2 separate regions of the Pan troglodytes genome follow, and region 2 is linked to region 1. The links are chromatin contacts, called in public HiChIP or PLAC-seq maps. All regions are on one chromosome and are shown on one strand. Each heading gives the region's core, a stretch centred on a gene start, on an enhancer-like site or on the middle of the called end of the contact. The rest is flanking DNA. Distances are from core to core; before and after follow the strand shown. Region 1 holds the start of SAMD4A (sterile alpha motif domain containing 4A). Region 2 holds the start of GCH1 (GTP cyclohydrolase 1).

Region 1 (4,817 bases), core at 1,041-3,540:
ATCATGTGTTGCTGAAATCCAGCGAGCCACGTTGCCCAAAAGAAGGAGGAGGAAGGAAAAAACACACACACCCAGAAAATCCAGACTCTACGTGACCTGACTTACTTATTTCCCAGGAAACTGCATGAGAGAAAAATCAATCATTCATGCTACCGTAGCTACCACACTGAAAGGGCTGACGGAGTTCACAGTGGGCAAAATCCCAAAGCGGCCGGCGGAGGTAAGTAGGTGGGGGGCGGTCGGGGCGGGGGACCCGGAGGGGGTGGATTCCGAGGGCCTCGGGGCCGTGCCGTCCAGGTCCCGGCGCGGCTGGCAGGGACTGGCCTCGGCCTGGCCCGAGGCAGAGAAGCGGAGGGAGGGGGGGGTGCGCAGGCGGGACGGCGGCGGCGGCCGCACACTTACCGGGGCTGTTGGCCTCGCGTTCGAGGACGTGCAGCTCGGCGCAGTCGGCCAGCGAGTGCTCCAGGCAGAGCTGGAGGAAGCGGGCCTGGGTCTGGCTCACGCGCTTGAGCAGCGACAGCAGCGCAACAGTCTGCTCGCACTCGTTCCAGCCCTTAAACCAGCCCGCCAGCACCCCGACCTGGTCGCGAAACATCATGGTTAGGGGGCCGCCCTCGGTCTACAGAGCCCCCTGGGCGCCCCAGCCCGCCCCGCCCGCCCCAAAGTTTGGCGGAGCCGCAGCCCCGCGGCCGGAGACGCGTTCCTGTTCCAAGGTGGCTCTGGTGCCCGGACGCTGCAGGTACTGCCTGGGCTCCTGCCTCTCTTGTCTGGTTTCAGTTACGTTCCGGTGGTTCTGGCTGATTTCCCCAGAGACGATGACAGACAGTAGCACGGAAATGTTTCTTTAAAAAAAAATAACGACTTTTTAAAAATCCCCCACAAGGCACACAACTGAATGAAGAATGCTTTCTCCCCCCTTCTTGCAGCTTTGGGATGGTGATTTCCGGCGTCCTGGGGTCTCCTCCCCGCTAGGCGGCAACTCGGACCCTTCACGCCCGCATTCCCGAGCGGCGATCACCACTGGAAGGAGAGAAAGAGCTGCAGTGAGACCTCGGCTAGCGGAGGAGCGCGCCCTGGGGGGACGAGGGCATCAGAGGGTGCTGGGGCCAGGGGAGGGGGCGTCCCGCGGAAGGTTGGGTTCGCCGAAATCCAGCCGCCCCCTCCGCACCCGATGCGGGAGATGGGCTATTGCCCACCGGATAACAGCGAGAAGCCTGCTTCCCAGGTGCGGGAGGAGACCCCGCGGCTTCCTGTTGCTGCCGCTGCCAGCGGCTGGTGCTCCCCTCACGGCCCGCCTGGGGTGGCCTCGGGCGCCGTGCCTAAGAACGCCAGCACCAGCAACAGATCTTCCCCGCGCAGAAAACTTGCAATGCGGCTGCGAAGGGGCGCGGGGGTGGGGGTGGGAGCTAATGCAAAGCAGAGGCGGAGGCAGCGGCAGCCCGAGTTCCTTCCTCCTCCTCTTACTCCTCCTCCTCCTCCCAGAGAAGCAGCCGAGCGGCTGCAGCTCCATCTACAGCAACAGCCAGCATCTCCACCGCCAGGCGCCCCTCTGGATTTAGGCCGTGAGCAGCCGCGGCAGCAGCTCGAGACAAAAATAAACTCTCTCCACCCAAAGCTCCGCGCCCAGCGGGCGGCGGCGCAACCCAGAGCCCCGGCTCCCCCGCGCCGCGCCGCGCCAGCCCACCCGGGAGGTCTCCCTGGGCCTGCTCCGGCCGGAGCGGTCACTGTGCGCGCGCGTGTGCGTGTGTGTGTGCGCGCGTGTGTGGCAGGCATCCTGCCGCCGCCGCCGCCTACGGGCGGGTCTGTCCAGCCCGGAGCCTCGCCCGCGCGTCGCAGGCCGAGGGCGGCACAGCGCTGGGCACACGCCCCGCGCGGGGACGGCCAGGGTCCGCAGCGCTGCTCCCTTCGGCCGGCGGGGCGGCCCCGCGGGGAATGCGGATCGGCGCCGCAGGCACACGCCCCCCAACGACAGCAAAGAAAGTTCGGCTGCGGGGGTTCCCCCAGTCCCATCCCGGTTCTCGTGGCCGCCGCCGGCGGGGAGGAGAACCCAGCGACTCAGCCTTCAAGGAGCCGCTAGCTTCCAACAACACGCTGCTTCCGGCTCCCAGAACTTCTCGGACGGAGGGGGAAGCCCCCGGGGAGGGGACCCCAGTGACCCGCGGGTCCCCCGCCGAGGGCCGTAGGGAGGGAGCTCTCACCTCGGCGCGGCTCATCCCGGCGGCTCGGGGGCCCTTGCGCGGGTCCGGGGCCGCGGCGGCTCTCAGCGGGGTTGGGGGCGCCCGGAGCGCCGGCCGCGGGCCATGCCGTCGGGGCGGGCGGCGCGGGGAGAGTGCGGTGCTTCGAGTCGGGGCCGCTGCAGCCGCCGCTGCTGCTGCCTCCAGTGTCGGCTCGCGGAGGACTGAGCCGCCCGAGCCGGAGCTCCCCACATGCTACTGATTAACATACACCATTACATCATGGGCTTGGCAGGGAGCGCCCGAGCGGGGGGAGAGGAACCCGGGCGGCGGCGACGGCACGCGGGGGGAACTGGGGGGGAGGAACCCCGGACCCGGAGCAGGGCGGGGGGACGGATTCCTAAGTGGGGACCAGAAAAAGGGGAGGGGAGCGGAGTGGGAGGAGCTGGTGGCGCAGAGGGGTCGGGTAGAAGGAACCTCCGAGAGGAACGAAGAAGTTCGGGGAAAAGGACGGGTCCGGGTGAATTTCTTCCTGCGGCCGCCTGCGTGTTCTGGAGGGGCCGGGACACTCAAGCCACTGGAGCCCCGGCAGAAAGGGACCCGAGGGCGCTCGGGCGGGGGCGGTGCTGCCACCCGCTGCTTGTCCTTGGGAATGTGGTTCGTCCGCTCGGCTGACCCTCGGCCCTTCTGGGGCCCCGGGGTGGCCGAGCTGTTTGGCCCCCGGGCGGTGAGACCCGAGGTCACTGCCGCACTTGCTGGGATGGGTTCCGGGGGTCGTGGAGGCGAAGGGCTCACGAGGCTGAGGGGCAGTGCACAGGGTTGGACGTGCCCAGGCGCTACGCTCCGTGCCGCTCTAGTCCAAGGGCCTGGCCCGGGTCGGGTGCCGGATGCCCTTTGCTCTGGCGCAGGCTCCTAGAGGCCGGCCCGGCGCCTGGCTGAGTCCCGCTCTTCCCCGGGGAAGTGGCCGAACTCCTGAGACCGGTCGGGGGAGCTGTGCCTGGCGCGCGGGCTGCGGCTTCTGGCCTGGAGCGGAGGCGAGCGCCGCCCTGGGCGACAAAGAGGCGGGGCGAGGCCACCTGTCGGCGCTCAGGCGTCGCCAGGCCTCGCAACCTTCACCTGGATCTGGAGAGTGCGCAGGGCCGCGGCCACACGGGGGCTTCAGGTCCTTGCCGCGCGAGAGGCGAGGAGGGCGCAGCGCAGAGGCTGAGTGGCGCAGGGTGGGCTGCGAAAGTGCCTCTGCTAGTCTTGAAAGTAAAGGTTTGGTTAAAAATACCCTAAACCCTAAAAACCTCTGTACCTCCTGATATGGGTTGAATATTCGCAAGGAGGACTGGATGACTAAATCTGGGCTATCTCCGTGATTTCAGAGGAAACACTGCTCCCTCCAGCAACTTGAGGCTTTGTTTATACGGGAGTAATTCTGAGAAGGCAGTGAAACGCGTGTTTCAGACCCAGCCTTTCCTACTCCTGCTAATCCACTGTTTTGAAGAGAAAGTATCTGAGATATTATTCCACTAATTAACACTTTTGTTTTCCAACTCCAGCATATGTCCCTGGAATTTCAATGCTTTCTTCCCTTCCTCCTCAAATTTAGTTTCTGCAGCGTATAGTTCGTTTCAGACACGTGATAGCACCTAACCATCTGTTAGGGTTTTTGAAAGGTCTTGTTGAGGTCGAGCTGCAAAAATGTGGATTTTTTAAAAGTTAATTATTAACCAGACAGGTAAGGTATCCGCTTAATTTAATGAATATTTTGCCCTATTTAGAAAACAGGAAACCTGGAGTCAGTGTTTTATTTTTGTTTTGTTTTGTTACTGTAGAGGCAGAAAGGCTTGATAGATTTTCTCCAAGAGATTACTATCAATTAGCTAATTCTTAGTAATAACTTATATCAGGAAATAGGGAGGATTAGAGAGTATGGTCTACTTCGGTATATACCTTGCTATAAATTGTAGGCAAAGCAGATGTTCTAGGGCTTTTGGAAGCTCCCAAGAGTGAATTTTTTTTAAAAGAAAGTTAAAAAACCAGAAATTTCATTAACATGTATTTTCACCTGCAGTTTACTAAAGGTATAGTAAAACTAAAAACAAAACAAACCAAAAAAACAAACAAAAAAAAAACTTAAGCTGGTGAATGAAAATACTGCCATCTACTGGAAGAGTGTAGTTCTTACACCAGTCTTTGACCTAGGAAAAGACATTGATTTATCTAATTTTTGAATTCTTACTGTTCAGGACACTCTAAGACATATAAAGTTGAGCATGACATGAGCTGTCAGTACTCTTGTATTTGTGTGTTAACAATTCCTTTCCTCTGGGCAAAGGAAAGGGAGTATAAATAAAACCCAGGGATGTGGCCTCACTCTTCCCCAGAGTGAAGTCATCACTCTAAAGGAAAAAAAAAATACATTCATTAAATATAAGGTATTGTATTAAGTGTGGATTTTTCCTATGTCAACCTGGACCCAGTATTATTGATAAATAAGAAGTGCCTAACACTTACTATATAGTCACATCACTTGAAAAATGAATGAAAATATCCTTTCATTAGAAGAGATATTACTATGTCTGTGTTCACTGTATTCCTATTTATTCATTTGAAAAATACTTATTGTGTCACCTTGTGCCAGGCACTGGGTTAGGC
Region 2 (4,817 bases), core at 1,286-3,785, 340 kb before region 1:
TCCTTTGAATGTTGTCTTCAACTATGCTTGAAATAGCTTGAGACCCAGCAGATAATTCTGACCAGGAGGTATCAGCAGACAGTGGGCAGCACAGTTAGAGGAAAAAAATGTTGCAGGGCCCCACTCCCAATAAAAACCTACAATAAAAAATTTAAAAATTTTAATAAAGAGGAAAATGACAAAGAGGTTTTCCAAAGGATGTTCATATTCTCTATTTAAAAACCCCACTGGGCCAGGTACGGTGGCTCAGGCCTATAATCCTGAGCCCTGGAGTTCAAGACCAGCTTTGGCAACATGGTGAAACCTTATCTCTACCAAAAATACAAAAATTAGCCAGTCTCATAACCCGCTCTTAAATAAATAGATTAAAATTTAAAAATAAATAAATAAATAAATAACCCCACTGATATGAACATTTCTTCCATTTTGGAGTAAAGGTGCCTACAAGGCTAGGCAATGTCCATATTTCTTTCCTGAATGTTTCCAACGGGGCTGCGCCTAGAGCAGATGTATCATAAATACTAATTACTTATTATAATGACCAAGCTACATTGTTAGCATAGAATAATTCCACAGGCTTCCCTATTGGTTTGTTTGATCCTAAGCCTATTAATACCTGCTTCTATGTCAGAAAATCTAAATTAGGCCAGGCATGGTGGCTCACACCTGTAATCCCAGCACTTTGGGAGGCCGAGGCAGGTGGATCACCTGAGGTCAGGAGTTCGAGACCAGCCTGGCCAACATGGCAAAACCCCACCTCTCCTAAAAATACAAAAAATTAGCCGGGCATGGTGGCAGGTGCCTGTAATCCCAGCTACTCGGGAGGCTGAGGCAGGAGAATCGCTTGAACCTGGGAGGCAGAGGTTGCAGTGAGCCAAGATCGTGCCACTGCACTCCAGCCTGGGTTACAAGAGCGAAACTCCATCTCAAAAAAAAAAGAAAGAAAGAAAGAAAAAGAAAATCAACATTAGACTCCAAAACAGGCCAGGCGCGGTGGCTCACGCCTATAATCCCAGCACTTTGGGAGGCTGAGGCAGGTGAATCACCTGAGATCAGGAGTTCCAGACCAACCTGGCCAACATGGTGAAACCCTGTCTCTACAAAAAATACAAAAAAATTAGCCGGGCATGGTGGCAGGCACCTGTAATCCCAGTAACTTGGGAGGCTGAGGCAGGAGAAAAGCTTGAACCCGGCAGGCGGAGGTTGCGGTGAGCCAAGATCGCACCATTGCACTCCAGCCTGGGCAACAAGAGCAAAACTCCATCTCAAAAAAAGAAAAAAACAAACAAAAAAACAAAACTCTGAAACAAATAAAATATTAATGGCCGGGCGAGGTGGCTCATGCCTGTAATCCTAGCACTTTGGGAGGCCGAGGCGGTTGGATCACCTGAGGTCAGGAGTTCAAGACCAACCTGGCCAACATGGTGAAACCCCATCTCTACTAAAAATACAAAAATCAGCCTCATGTGGTGGCATGTGCCTGTAATACCAGCTACTCAGGAGGCTGAGGCAGGAGAATCGTTTGAACCCAGGAGGCGGAGGATGAAGTGAGCCTCAAAAAAAAAAAAAAAAAAAGAAAAAGAAAAAAATATTATTTTGATACATGTTTTAAAGCTCACCTTCGGCATTATGAGATAATCCCTCAAGTGAGGAAAAAGGTCCATTTTTTAATCTCAAAGAAAACAGTTACAGCAGATGTCACTGGTTAAGAGTTCAGTTGGTGAATAGCATTTCACAATTTGTACCAACATCTGGGGAAAGACGCTTTGCATGGAACTGTAAAACAATTGAGCACCAAATCTGCACAACTGCGTTTCTAGAAAATGCAATGGGTTTTATAGAGATGAGGTCTTGCTATGTTTTCCAGGCTGGTCTCGAATTCCTGGCCTCAAGCGATCCTCCCGCCTCGGTCTCCCCAAGCGCCGGGAGTACAGGCGTGAGCCACCGACGGAAATGGATTTTAAGTGAAAGTCCTATCTTCGTTTGCAAATCAATTTTTCCAGGATCAAAGTTCTAGCAACCATAAATCCTATCCTTCTAGACATAGGGACCCACATAAGGGCCACTTGATGTGACACTTGCCCCGACAGCGGTGCCACCTGGCCCCTAGGTGGCAGGTGGGTTTTTAACTAAACCCAAGAGTCTGAAGTCACATTATTCTCTTGCCTTGAAAGCTTAAGAGTTGGTTCCTAATCGGTGGCTTAACTCGGTCTCTCTCCAGGCAAGGCCACCTGTTTGCTGATCTTTCACAGGGCGAGGGGACCGGAGCCCTTCAATGCAGCGCCCTCTTGGCCTGAAGAGGGGGCGACTGGGCGCCCAGACCGCGTCTTTCTCACTGAGATCCCAGCTCCTGGACGACTGCCTCTTTTCGGGTTCGGCTCATTCCGCAATAAGTGGAGGGGTCCCGCCGGATCCTAGGGGCCGGCGCCCTTTTCCTTCCCTCCCTGCGCTTGCGAACCCCTCCGGGCGTCTCCGGAGCCGCGACCCCTGCTGGGGACCCCTGGGGCGGGAGGCCGAGGGGCGCGGCGAGGGCCGTGACGCGAGGCGGGGCCGGCCAATGGGAGCGCTCCGCGGCGCAGGCTGAGCCGCCGGGCCATAAAAAGGAGGCGCGGCCGGGCTTTCCAGCCTGTGGCCGCTCCCGGCTCGGAGTGTGATCTAAGCAGGTCGCGTACCTTCCTCAGGTGACTCCGGCCACAGCCCATTGTCCGCGGCCACCGGCGGAGTTTAGCCGCAGACCTCGAAGCGCCCCGGGGTCCTTCCCGAACGGCAGCGGCTGCGGCGGGTCCATGGAGAAGGGCCCTGTGCGGGCACCGGCGGAGAAGCCGCGGGGCGCCAGGTGCAGCAATGGGTTCCCCGAGCGGGATCCGCCGCGGCCCGGGCCCAGCAGGCCGGCGGAGAAGCCCCCGCGGCCCGAGGCCAAGAGCGCGCAGCCCGCGGACGGCTGGAAGGGCGAGCGGCCCCGCAGCGAGGAGGATAACGAGCTGAACCTCCCTAACCTGGCAGCCGCCTACTCGTCCATCCTGAGCTCGCTGGGCGAGAACCCCCAGCGGCAAGGGCTGCTCAAGACGCCCTGGAGGGCGGCCTCGGCCATGCAGTTCTTCACCAAGGGCTACCAGGAGACCATCTCAGGTCAGTGCGCCCGCGGGCTGCTAGAGCGTGCGGGCGGCGGGGGCGGTGCTTGCAGGAAACGCGCGCCGGCTCCAGGAAGTTTCCGGAGTTGCCTCACTTTTGGCGCAGGGAGCCGGGCGCTGTCACCTCCGAACCCGCCCTAGCCTGCCGCCCTGCCGAGGCCCTGCGTGGGGCACAGTCGGGGCTTCCTGGGTGGCAGCGACCTCTCAGCCCCGGAACTCGCTGCAGCCGCCTTCCAGGGGCCCTTCCCGCTCCCAGCGCGCAGCCCTCCTAGAACGCCCCGGGTGGGCGTGGACGGGAGCCCGGAGCCCTCTCCCCTGAGCGCCCAGCGCGGGATTCTCGGGGCACCTGCGGTTCCAAACTTGCCCACGATAAGGATCACCTGGGCACTTGCTGCGGCGACGGCTTCCTAGGTAGTTCCTTATTGAGATCCCATTGTCAGGGTGTGTATCTGGATTGAAGCCTTGGCGCGATCCTTCCCCGAAACCTCGGGGACCTGCATTCCCAGTGATTTGCCAGGGGATCGGAGTCTTAGAGTTGTGCTTTTTTTTTTGTCCACCTCAAGTTTACTTCAGTTCAGGACATTTACAAAATTCGGCACAATTTTGGGCACTGGCTTCCCCGGAGTTTGAGGTGTGAGGTTGATTGGGTAAGTTTGCTGCTGAAATCTGTTTCCTCCCCCCACCCCCAACCCCGCAAAAAGCAGTAAAGCTACTCCGGGATTCGGAGGGCTCCGTGGGTTCCAGGACTCAGTCTCATCCCCGCACCCTCCCACCCTAAAATAAAGCCGGGTTGACCCGGTGCTGTTAGCGTCTGAGGCGTGTCGGCTTTTCACCCAGAGGGTGGGGATGCAATCAGTGTGGGTAGGATGCAAGATGGGGTGATGGAGAGTGGAAAATGGGGACTTTGCTGCCTGTTGGCCAGAGAAGCAGTATTGATCTATGTTTAAAAAAATAAAGCTTCTGGCTTCTACAGCTGGGACCAAAGACATTATTTTCCAGTCTACACCTTCCGTGTGTCTTGGTGACATTTATTTATTTGGCCTAAGAAGCATTCTACCGTTCACTGTTTTTTGAAAGAAAAACAGTGCGCTGGAAAGGCAATCTCCCTGCCCCAGTTATTTCTCTGAAGGAGTGTAGAGCGATTCCACCAAATAGATCCTGGGAAAAAGAAAGTTATTTTTTGCCCAGTCTTCCACACCCCAAAGGAAGGGTGGGAAATCAGAATGTGAAAGAGACGGGGCCCCAAAAGGAAATGATGCTACACTCTAAAACCGGCAGTGACTTCTAGTTCTGTTTCCAAATTCACTTTTTTTTTACCCCTCAATTGCAAAAGTTTGGAATCTCAGAAGTGATTTCAAAATACAAAGACTGAAGAAGAAACTTTCAGTTTTCTGTGGGATCAGCTCTTTGGAGGTCTAGGGCTTTAAATTTGTGTGTGTGTGTGTGTGTGTGTGTGTGTGTGTGTGTGTGTGTGTGAGATATTTCACAATGTAATGAAATGTCTTCTTAAGGCCTTACTCATTTTGCCCCTTGCAGACGCAGAAAGTGGTTTACTCCACAGCATCGGCCAGGCTTTGGGAATCCTCCCTTAAAGAGAATTCATAGGACAGTGTTCTGTAATCTAGCATGGATCTAATTACCCAAAGAGAGAGGAATTTCTGACCCTGAGACAGGTCACAGAATTAT

What was found. HiChIP or PLAC-seq counts read pairs in DNA pulled down with a chosen protein or histone mark.
Region 2: an H3K4me3 HiChIP or PLAC-seq map of stem cell-derived excitatory neurons shows a contact between it and region 1, with 4 times the contacts expected there. The contact joins the promoter of GCH1 here to the promoter of SAMD4A in region 1. A contact is called at or near these places in 1 of 7 Hi-C or Micro-C datasets (stem cell-derived neural progenitor cells) and 1 of 1 datasets of contacts at active chromatin or transcription factors (stem cell-derived excitatory neurons).

What each region holds. Positions count from the first base shown.
Region 1 is chr15:52,558,175-52,562,991 of NHGRI_mPanTro3-v2.0_pri, reverse strand. It overlaps SAMD4A (sterile alpha motif domain containing 4A), which reads right to left and starts at 2,290. Exons shown (of 13, transcript XM_063792916.1): 1 at 2,199-2,290; 2 at 403-1,020. The coding sequence starts at 598.
Region 2 is chr15:52,894,695-52,899,511 of NHGRI_mPanTro3-v2.0_pri, reverse strand. GCH1 (GTP cyclohydrolase 1) reads left to right here and starts at 2,535. Exons shown (of 6, transcript XM_063792927.1): 1 at 2,535-3,129. The coding sequence starts at 2,787.